Linked DNA regions of Neogale vison: region 1 is linked to region 2. A link is a contact called in public Hi-C data. All regions are on one chromosome and are shown on one strand. The core of a region is the stretch at or near the end of the contact, and the rest is flanking DNA. Distances in the headings are between cores, read along the strand shown. Region 1 holds the start of MEF2A (myocyte-specific enhancer factor 2A). Region 2 overlaps MEF2A (myocyte-specific enhancer factor 2A).

Region 1 (5,439 bases), core at 2,560-5,059, 150 kb after region 2:
AGACAGAGAGGGGAAGCAGGCTCCACACTGAACAGAGAGCCCGATGCAGGACTCGATCCCAGGACCCTGAGATCATGACCTGAGCAGAAGGCAGAGGCTTAACCCACTGAGCCACCCAGGCGCCCCTTAACTCTAATTTTTTTAAATATTTGGAGAAACTTTTGGAGGTTACCATCAATGACTGCAGATCAAAAACCTCATACAGAACAGCCAAATAAACATTTTATGTATAATGTGATAATGCATTTAAAGTGCTGGTAGTTTTACACCCAAAAAAAATATATGAGCATTCTCCTGTATTATATATTATATGAAGTCCTTTTGGTCACAGACACTATACTTTCAGGTACTGGGCAGAGTATGTATATAGTCTTCAAAGGAAATAAGGGAATGTATAGAAAAATAGATATATGGAGGAAGGGATGAAGGGAGATCAGGCAATATATATTTTTGTGCATTAAGCCTCAGGTAGTATGCTAGGAACTCTCACACCCATGATTTCATTTAATACTAACAATTCTATGGGGCAAGTAGTGTAATTCCTTCCCATTTTATAGATGTCTCATAACTTAATAAATGGCAGAGCTGGGATCCGAACCAAGATTTAATGACAAAGTCTTGCAAACACAGCAGGACGTGTCAAAGTGCTCTTTTGCAGGAGGTTATCTAACTGGAAGAATGATATGATTTTCCATATTTACACTTCTCTTATTACTTAAATATTAGAAGGCACTCACTTCTCAATTTATGAAGAATGTTCACAGATTTTCTTTCTAATCTCGAAAAAAGCAATACTGATCATGATCAACCCACAAAACAGTATTTTCATTGCTCTACCACTAATAAAAAAAACTTCAGCTAAACTCTGTAGCATTCCTATATACCATGAGCATGAGCATATCTCCATAAAGGAAAAAAAAGAAAAAAGGAGTATGGTGTGACTGAAAGGCAAAATATTGGAAACTGAGACTACCCATAGAAAATTCAAGACCATCATCATTGTATGTTAGACTAAATTTCTCTGCCAGACTTGTAAGCAACAAAGAAGAATAAAAGGTAGCTTTCTAAAATCTGACTGACAAGCATGCTACTTCCCCAAAACAAGCTGGCTTACAGTTTCCTTCTCATAAATCAGAACACAAATCTATTGAAAATTTTAACTGAAATATTTCAAATTTCAAAATCATGTTCTAATAAAAAACACTTCCATGACTACTTAACCACCCTCAAAATACACTGATTTCTCTCTTGATAACCAATAAGCAACGCTGCTATTGCTTGAATATAAAATTAATATTAACCTGTATTGCATTCTTAAAAAAAAATACAAAGCTATAATGCAATTGCCTTGAAAAATAAAACATCACCACTTGAAACAACTCAATATATATTTCAAAGATTATTTCCGGTTGCATTTACAAAAAACAATCGTTGACACACGCACCCACTAAAGAAACACAGAAACTCTAAGAATTTGGAAGGAGATTATTCTCAAACCATAACTCAACACCATGACGTTACAATTTCTGCGCCCCTATGAGCTACTTTCCTTTCACTGAACACCCCCTACCTCTCATACCCTCAGCATTTTAAACTTTTGCTGGTAAGTAAATTAAGGAGTTAAACATAATTTTATCACTTTTGTTCCAAGAAAAAACGTGGTTTTATATAATAATATGAATTAAATGAAATAGACATGCAAATAATTATGTTTAGAAAAGTCATTGTTACTTCACCATCCCTGACTGTTTTTTAACAAGTAAGTTTCTATTGGAAGCACTCTTCCAACAGAATTGTTAAAGACGGGGTCTGCAAAGTAAATCACTAGCTCTAGTTCTTCACAGAGTTTTATTATAACAGTATCACAACTTTATGTTCACTGAGAGTTAAAAGTGATTCCAGAATCAATTAGTGCATCATCATATAGAACTAATCTTAATATTTAGTAGGATACATGTGCTCCTTATATTTGTTATAAAGTCTAAAACTGGCATCCACTTTAATGAAAACACTTTTAACTTTTCTCCTAAAACAAAAGTTGCCGTTCACAGGAAAAACGGAACCCTCCAAAAATATACCAGAAAAAAAAAAGAACCCAAAACAAAAATGTACATACAAAACCCATTAATAGCACAACACAGTTATTTTATCCTCACTTTATAAATTCATATTAAAATAAGGGCCATTTTTGTGTTTTCATATAAAAAAAATTTTAAGCTATTTTGTTTACCTTTTCCACAGACTGTTCAAGTACTGCCAAGGTAACAGATTTTTTAAAAGTGACAACTGGAGTACTTGGCAGTTGCCAAAACAACACAGCTGGATTCTTAAAGAGAAAGTACTCTTGTGTAACGTACATCTCATTACAGTTTGAAGAACCTTCTCTTCACATAGTAATAGATGATACGAGACACAGGAAAAACGTGCTGTGCTTTAAAAAAAAAAAAAAAAAAAAAAAAAAAAAAAAAAAACCTTGAAAAAATTTAGACATTTGTTTAAAAATTCTTATACCTTTGTTAGCACATCACAGCAGGCCTTCCTAACCGCACACTAATTGTAGTACCAATCTTGTAAACTAAAATGCACGTCAACACTATACTGCACTTCTTTAACCTTCACAGGGCTTCCCTACCGGACCATAACAGTGGGCTCGCTTCGTATCCCCAGAAATCATACTTCAGGTCTGAATCACATTTTTATAGTTACACTTTCACGGGAGAGGGGGGGTGGTTTTTCTAATTCAGGGATGCTCACCTCTTCGCAACTTGTTTGCACTATCTCACCAACCAATTTAATCCTCGCTGTTCGAAGACAGAGGATTATCGAACTAAAAGGCAAAGTTTCTACCACATAAAACCTTCCCGAGAGCTGAGATCTAGCGGGACGTCAGGGCAGCCTGCTGCTCCCGCCGCAGTCCTCGCTTCCCCGCGACGTCTCCCGGCACCCGAGGGTCACCCGCAGGTGCCCCCAGCCCGGGCCGCCTCCCGGCCCGCCCCAAACACCGACCCGGCCACTGACATCTCCACACACGCGCCGAGAGTTCGGACCTAAATGTTCCGCCTGCTTCGACCAACCTTCTCCCAAAGCAGAAGTGGGGGGAACTTCTTCAAGTCCAACCACAGCGCAAAGCGGCCCCGGCACGAGGGGTCAATTCCTTTGGGGAGACCCGGGCGCGGAGAGCAGGAGGGAGGAAAGGGCCTTCGGGCGTTCCGCCCCGGAGAGGCTCCGGGCCCCCAGGGAACTCCCTCAACTTTCAAGGAGGCGTCGTCCACCACCGCCCCGCAGCCCCAAACGCGGTGCGCGCCCGGGGAGGCTCCTCACGCGGAGCCCGCGCGGCCGAGTCTCGCTCAGCCAGCCCGCGACACCGGTCAGACCCCGGGCCCGCCCTCGGGGCACCCCGCCCCCACCATCGCGGGCGCCTCGCCCCTCCGCGCCCACCCCGCGCGACCACCCCGAGCCGCCTCCCCGCACCCCACCCTCCCTGCCGCCGCGCGCCCGGGACCCCGGCCCCCTGCCAGCCGGACACCGCCCAGCCCTGCCGTCCCCGGAGCCCCGCGGGCGCCCCTCCTCGGCCGCGCCGCCCCCCGCCCCAGCGCCCCCCAGCCCCTACCCGGCCCCCTCGCCGAGACGCCGCCCCCTCTGGCACCGCCGGCCTCGCGGACCGCGCCCCGCCGACGCGGCCCTCACCGTGTCTCCGGCGCAGCTGGCGAGCGCACACACGCTGCAGCCCGGGCCAGCCACCAGCGCTCCGCGCCGCCCGGAGCCGCCTCCTTCAGCCCGGGACTCGCCGGGACATCCGCGCACGGATCCCCACACCGGGGCTATTTTTAGGAGACAGGCCCCGGCCAGACCGGAACTCGTTCCTGCCACCGCGCGTGCGCACTACGGCCGCGGTCCTCAGTGTCCCTCCGCCAGCCTCGCCTATCCCTCCCTTCCCCTCGGCTCCCTCTCTCTTTTCCCTTGAGGTTTCTGTTCACAGCTGACTTATCCTCTTGGTGGGTCCTAGAGTGCTTGGGATGGGAAAGACGAAGGTGCGGGCAAAGAGTGTCACAGTGGAAGCAAAGCGCTACTCCACAAGGACGCGAGGGGCGGACTATGTTTTTCCGGGTGGGTGAGGAGACGGATCACCCGGCACAGGAAGGAGATGACGGCGGTTTGGCGCCGGGGCTACAGGCTGGAGCTCGCTTCCCTCTGAAGGACCGTGTTCTCCTGGAAGGGATACTGGTCACTTGATGAGGGCCTAGGCGCCTCCCAGGGCGGGGCGGCCCGGCGGCGTCGCGCCGTGCAGCCCCAGCCTCCCCCGCCGCTACCTCCCGGACCAGCCCGCTGGGGCCGGGACCGGGAGCGGCTTTAGTGACGCGGCGCGCGGCAAATCGCCGCGCGTGGCCGCCGGCTCCAGCCAACCCGGGACACTGAGGGGCGGGGCTCCGGGGGCGGGGCCCGGGCTCCCGGGCGCGAGTTCGACAGACGCCCGGAGTCCGGTGCCAGGCGCAGTCCTTCGACCGGCCCAGACACCTCCTGCCGAGCTCGTGGGGCCGCGGCCAGCTTCCTTCTCCCCCAACCCCCGCCCTCCGGCCACGCCGGCCCCCCGCAGACCTCTGCTCGCCACGCGCGCGCCCACGCCCTCATTGTGGTCAGGGCCGCACCTGTGCTCGCGTCTGGGCCGCCGCCCGGTCACCCTCACTGAGCAAGCACAATGGGACTGCGGTCCCTGGCGTTCCGCGGCTGCTCGGACCCGGGCCCGGAGACAGTAGGACTTGCAGGGACCTGGAGTGGGCAGCCCCTTTCAGCCGGGCGAGCCGAGCGCCCCACGTCCGGGTGGAGAGACGACCTCCTACTCTCCAGTATTTATAATAGCGAATTACTAACGGGCATAGCTATAGTATGCCTCGAGCGCCGAGCTATGGGCCGAACACTTTGCACGTGAGAGCTCTTGCATGCCTTACAACACCCCCGTGAAGTAGATTCACTTTCTATTCCCATTTTATAGAAGAGGAAAGGGAAGCTGAGCGCTAAAGTGACCCTTTGAGGTCACAGTCTAAGAGGAGAGCATTGAGGATTTGAACTCCCAATCACTCTACATACGTACGGTGGTCTTTTCTGAGGTAGGAGACATGCACTTGGGACTGCCCTTCTGTTTTGTAGGGTTATTGCTTTTGTTGACGAAGGTCATCAGGAGGTTGAGCCATTGTTGTTCCTTGCATCCTGAAGCCTGCTAACCTCAAGAGCTTCTACAGCCACACTGCCTACATCTGCACCCAGAGGTGCCTGTGCAAGGAACACAAAGCCAAATGGTTATTTTCATCGGAGGATGAGAAATTCAGTACCGCAGCACTTTGAAACAAAATGATTGGGGTGGGTGAGCAGATGTGCAGAGGCTGGGCAGAGGAACTGGGAAGTTACAAAGGAAGCTGCAGGCTCGCAGGCTTCCTCTCTCAA
Region 2 (4,808 bases), core at 531-3,030:
ACCCAGCTACTGAATAATCAAGTCAGCCTGACATGGCTACTCCTCTACGTTTCGGGGGTGACAGCACTTTCTCACGACAGGGGCTTCCGGGAATGCTCCAAAAGCAGGATCAGAGAAAGAGAACAGACTCCGTGATCCATGGGTTCAGCACCCAAGAAGGCCAAGGCACAGGGCTTTTAATATGGAGACATCACCTACGTTTTTCTCCCCAATTCCCGACTTCCTAAGCTTGGGGAGGGGGGAATCATTTCACTTTTCTGAACCTCTCTGTTTGCACAGTAGGGAAGACAGTGATCTTTGTGCTGCCGGCCTTGGGCACTACTGGGAAGCTCTAATGAGCCAAGAGGTGGGAAGTGCTCTGGTGACTGGAGTACCACCCAGATGTAAGACAGTATCCTTAAATGACTCTCCTGAGTAACCCTCTGGTCCACATTTCTACGTCACTTCAAATCCACAGGTAAGACCCCTGGAGCTACCACAAAGCGAGGTTGTTTAGAACAGCAAGGCTTCTCAAGGCATCTCAGCAGCCCGGCTCTCACCATGAGAGTCTTTCTTCACCTTGTGGTTTTCAAAGATTTAGAAATTTATCTTTGAGATTCTGTAACTGGGGAGTGAACTTTAAGTGGGTGGAAGTCAGTGTATGGTAAGTGGGAACACATGTTCATCTCAGCATCAAGTTACTAATTTTAATGAGTTTTCGAGGTAGAGATATACTTTGGACTTAATCTGGAAACTCAAAGAGTCAGACAAAAGAACACAGGCAAAAGAACACAGCAGGACCCAGTTTGGCCTAACTCTATCCACGCCAGGGCTTCAACTCCATGGCAATCTCCGGGCATGACCTCAAGAAGAGGTGGTGTGTATGTGTGTGTAACAGTGAATGCCAACATATCGGCCGGATGCATCAAAGCTCCGAATCTCCAAGGCATTGATTTTTCTGAGTAAGAGACTTGTGGGACCACTAGAGGGCAACATACTGCTACAGAATTGAAAGGAAACACTTGTGCCAACTAACTTCCTAAGGGTAAACAGTCGAAGACCAATCATTTTATCTTTAATTATAAACTTCCATTTTCTAATTATTACCATATCACTAAGTAAAGTATTTCCCCAGAAGAAAGTCTAAATCTGCACATGATATAATCCAACACCACAACTGATGGCACACTAGTATATTTTAGTTTACTGAATACAAAAACCACATCTAAAACTGTGAGTGATCACGAACAGAACACAGACAACCTTATCTAAAAAGACACAAACTGTGCAAAACACACCAGCATGCATATATATGTAATAATAAAATATAAATAAAACCAACAGATGCCTTCCCCCCATGCTCTCATGCAATCTGAACCCTTGTCCATGCTACAAACTAAACATTTTCAAGTTTTTCTCCCTTAAGGTCACTAATTAGCAACTGACTGAATTCATATGATTTCTGTGAATTTTGGGTTTTAGTTCCCAAAGAAGAGATAAAATAAAAGTTATTTTTAGTCAAATTTATTTTCTAGAAGAGTAGCCAATAGAAATCATTTATTTTAGAAAAAAGAAATCATTTATTTTAGAAAAACTTTTAACAACAGAGTATGTCCTGATAGAAAAAGGTAAATTTGTGTATATTAAATTACAGACATTCCTTTTAGCAAACAGGGAACCCCCCTTATGGTTCAGATCATCTCATGCAGTATGAAATAATTCCAACTCTGAAAAAAGTGACCTCACCAAAAATGATGTAATCTTTTTGAAAGAAAGAGAAATAACACAAGACCATGTGTTACAATCTGAGGAACTTTGAGGGTGAAGTCATTTTCTAAAAATATGTTAATAATTTGGGGAACTATATAAGGTATTTTATATCTTTCCTTAAAAAAAATCTTTAGCAAGTGTCTTGTGATCATTGACAGCTATTGTTTTTAAAGGCTCTGTTCCAATGTTCCCTCCAACAAACAAAATGGGTCAAGATATACAACTATAAGCAGAAAAATGGGATGGACTCAGTAGTACTAGATTGGTTCAGCTATTAAAAGTGCTTGGATAGTGTTTAATAACAGCAAGAAAACTGTGTAACAAAGGGAACACTGGTTAGATATAAACACTTCAGAGAATTAGTACTTTCCAGATCTTTTGCAACTCCCTTCAAGCAGAAACGCACACTCACCAACTCCAATTCCTCTTCCTCCGACTGCACTCGGCACATGAGAGGGATACGAGAGTTACTAAGACTGTTGATACTCAAAAATAAAATATTTCTTTAGAAAAACACGTTATTTGGACACTAGCAATTGCTTGGAACTCTAAAGAGATGATTACATATAAGCAGTGAATACAAATATAAATTATTTATCGTTATCTCCACTAGTAGCTGATTTCAGAAGAAAGATTCTTCAGATTCTTGCAGGCCAGGCTTTAAAGCTGCCCCCGCTCCCTGGCTCCGTCCACGCCTGCGTCGGCCTCACCCGCATACCGCCGGGCTACCGCCACTGTGTTTAAACAGAGTTCCTCATCATGACACCGGTTTATACTTGAAACCCTGGGAGTACTTGGTCCTCGCATCCCTAGCCCACCTGGTCACACACGTCCACTATTTATCTCCTAGATGTGTGCTTTTCGGCCGGCAGGAATTATTTTGTTTTCTAATTTCCCACCGCAGCTAGCATAGTGTTGCGAAACAAGAAGAACTCCGACAGTAGTTCATAACAGTCTTGGATAACACAGATTTAGATGCAAATACAGCTTTCGTGTGTATAATTTCGCTGCGGAAAAACAGTAACCTGTATGAAGCTAATGAGACCGGAAGAGAACTGAACTGATAAATCACGTCCAGAAAAGAGATGAAGGACACATATTTGCTCTTCTCCTAAGCATTTAGAAAATACTAACAGGCTAGAAATAATCTGCTAGCTAGTGCTTGCTTATTTTACTTGAAGGAGTCAAGTTTCTCTGTCAATCTACGGAAGCATCAGGGATGGAGGAGACCCGGATCCAAAAGCCAGCCAACCTGCAAACAAACGGTAACACACGCAGGCTGGTTGCCGACTCTGAAAAACAAGCGCCCAGCCTACAACTGCTGTCTCAAATGCGGGCGAGAGGCCCTTCAGCGGCGGAGTTACACAGATCTTCACAGGCCTCCAACTGCAGGACCCGCGTGCAAATCCCGCAGGTAAGTGCTGTGTGGTTTCCACTTGCACCTGCCAGGCCAAGGGTGTAAAATAGTTTATATGGCAAATTCTGAGTCTTCTAAGAGCTGCTTCATGATCTCTGAAAGAAAGACCAGACAGAGATAGTCCTGACCAGCTGCTGAAGGCCTCCATGCAGGTCTGCCCTTACCTTCTGCAGTTGACTGAGCCTTAACTGAAACTTTCTGCAGCCTCTCTGAAAGACAGGGGCGGGTGTTCGACATCCTGTTCCTAAAAGGTGAGCCAAATGACTACCCTGAATGCCCACATGTTTTTCTTTTCGGGGCTACCTGTTACACCGGTGTGCATCTTTAACTCGGTATCCTGCAGTAATTTTACCCGGAGAGAGCGGCCGTGAAGACAGCGCACGGTCACAGCACACACCCCGGCACCACCCACCCGGGTCTGCCTCGCAAAGCAGCACGAGACAACTGTCAAACTGACAGAGGAACGCAGCAGTAACCGAGGCTACGGGACTTCACCTGGACTTCACCCGTCTTTCACTGATGTCCCTTTTCTGCTCCAGGACTGGATGCTGCATCCCACATGCCCTTACGGTCACATACCCTTAGTCTCCTCTGGTCTGTGACCGCTCCCTCCATCCTTCCTCATTTTGCATGACCTTAAAAGCTGCAGAGTACTGGGTGGATATGTCATGGAACATCCCGTAATTTGGGTCTTAAATTTTCTTGGGTAGAGAGCATGGATTTTTGGAAGAGTACCAAAGAGGTGATGTGACCCTCTTAGCACATACCAGCAGGTATGTCATTCCATTACTGGTGATGTTAAACTCGATTGCTGGTGAAAGTCGCGTCTTCCAGGACTCCCTACTGCAAAATTACTATTGTTCCCTTTGTCAGTTATTTGGGGAGAGACATTTTGAGGCTATGCAAACACCCTGTTTTTCCTTAAACTTTCACTCACTCATTTTAGCATCCATTGACCCTGTCTGGCCATGATCTCTGTACTGTGGTAATGACAGTGATGATTTGCTATTTCTCTTATTCTTTCTACATGTAATAATTAGAACTCTTCTCTAAGGAAGAGCTGTTTCTTTGATCATTTTTATCAATAACAGACGGTATTTTGTATTCCTTGGGTACTAATCCAATACTATTGTTACTTATTTTGTTGCTTAAATTGTTCTAGTTTGGGCCACTGGAGCTCTTCGGAGAGGCTGGTTCCTGTAAGCATTTCACCTGCACTTCCTTATCCTCTGGCACCTCCGACTCATCCTGTATTTTCATTGCCCCCACTCTATAATCAATCATTTCTCCAAGGAATCCTGATTCCTTTTATTGGAGAATGTTTAGAAACGAAGATCTGAGTACTAGGTGTGTTCAGTTATCAGGTGCCATTATCTGAAGGGTCTGTCGTTAGAGCTAGGAAATACATGAGGTACACTATTCATGTGTATATACATTGATATTTCTCTATCTATGTTAAGAAAGTAAGTTCATACTGAAACTTCCAACAATAGCCCAGAAACACAGTGTTCACTGTAGCCTTTCTTCCCCAACCCCAACCACCTTGCTTATTTGTAAGTCTCCCCCCCCCAACAATGAAAAACCCGGCTTTATCTACAATGTATTCACTGTTTGAGTGTTGTCTAACAAACGTACCATCTTG

Evidence for each region. Hi-C and Micro-C count contacts between places; a contact is called where the count stands out from the background.
Region 1: a contact with region 2 is called in a Hi-C map of muscle, with 5 times the contacts expected there. The contact joins the promoter of MEF2A here to the enhancer-like site in region 2. A contact is called at or near these places in 2 of 3 Hi-C or Micro-C datasets (fibroblasts and muscle).

What each region holds. Positions count from the first base shown.
Region 1 is chr13:135,121,889-135,127,327 of ASM_NN_V1, forward strand. MEF2A (myocyte-specific enhancer factor 2A) reads right to left here and starts at 3,810. Exons shown (of 11, transcript XM_044229776.1): 1 at 3,688-3,810.
Region 2 is chr13:134,972,176-134,976,983 of ASM_NN_V1, forward strand. All of the region lies in intron 8 of MEF2A (myocyte-specific enhancer factor 2A), which reads right to left. Among named protein-coding and RNA genes, the nearest start is that of LYSMD4, 52 kb to the left of the region's middle. Within about 2 kb of position 1,781, the one cell type or tissue checked has open chromatin away from gene starts, as enhancers often do. A contact at or near this core is called in fibroblasts, where this site is marked.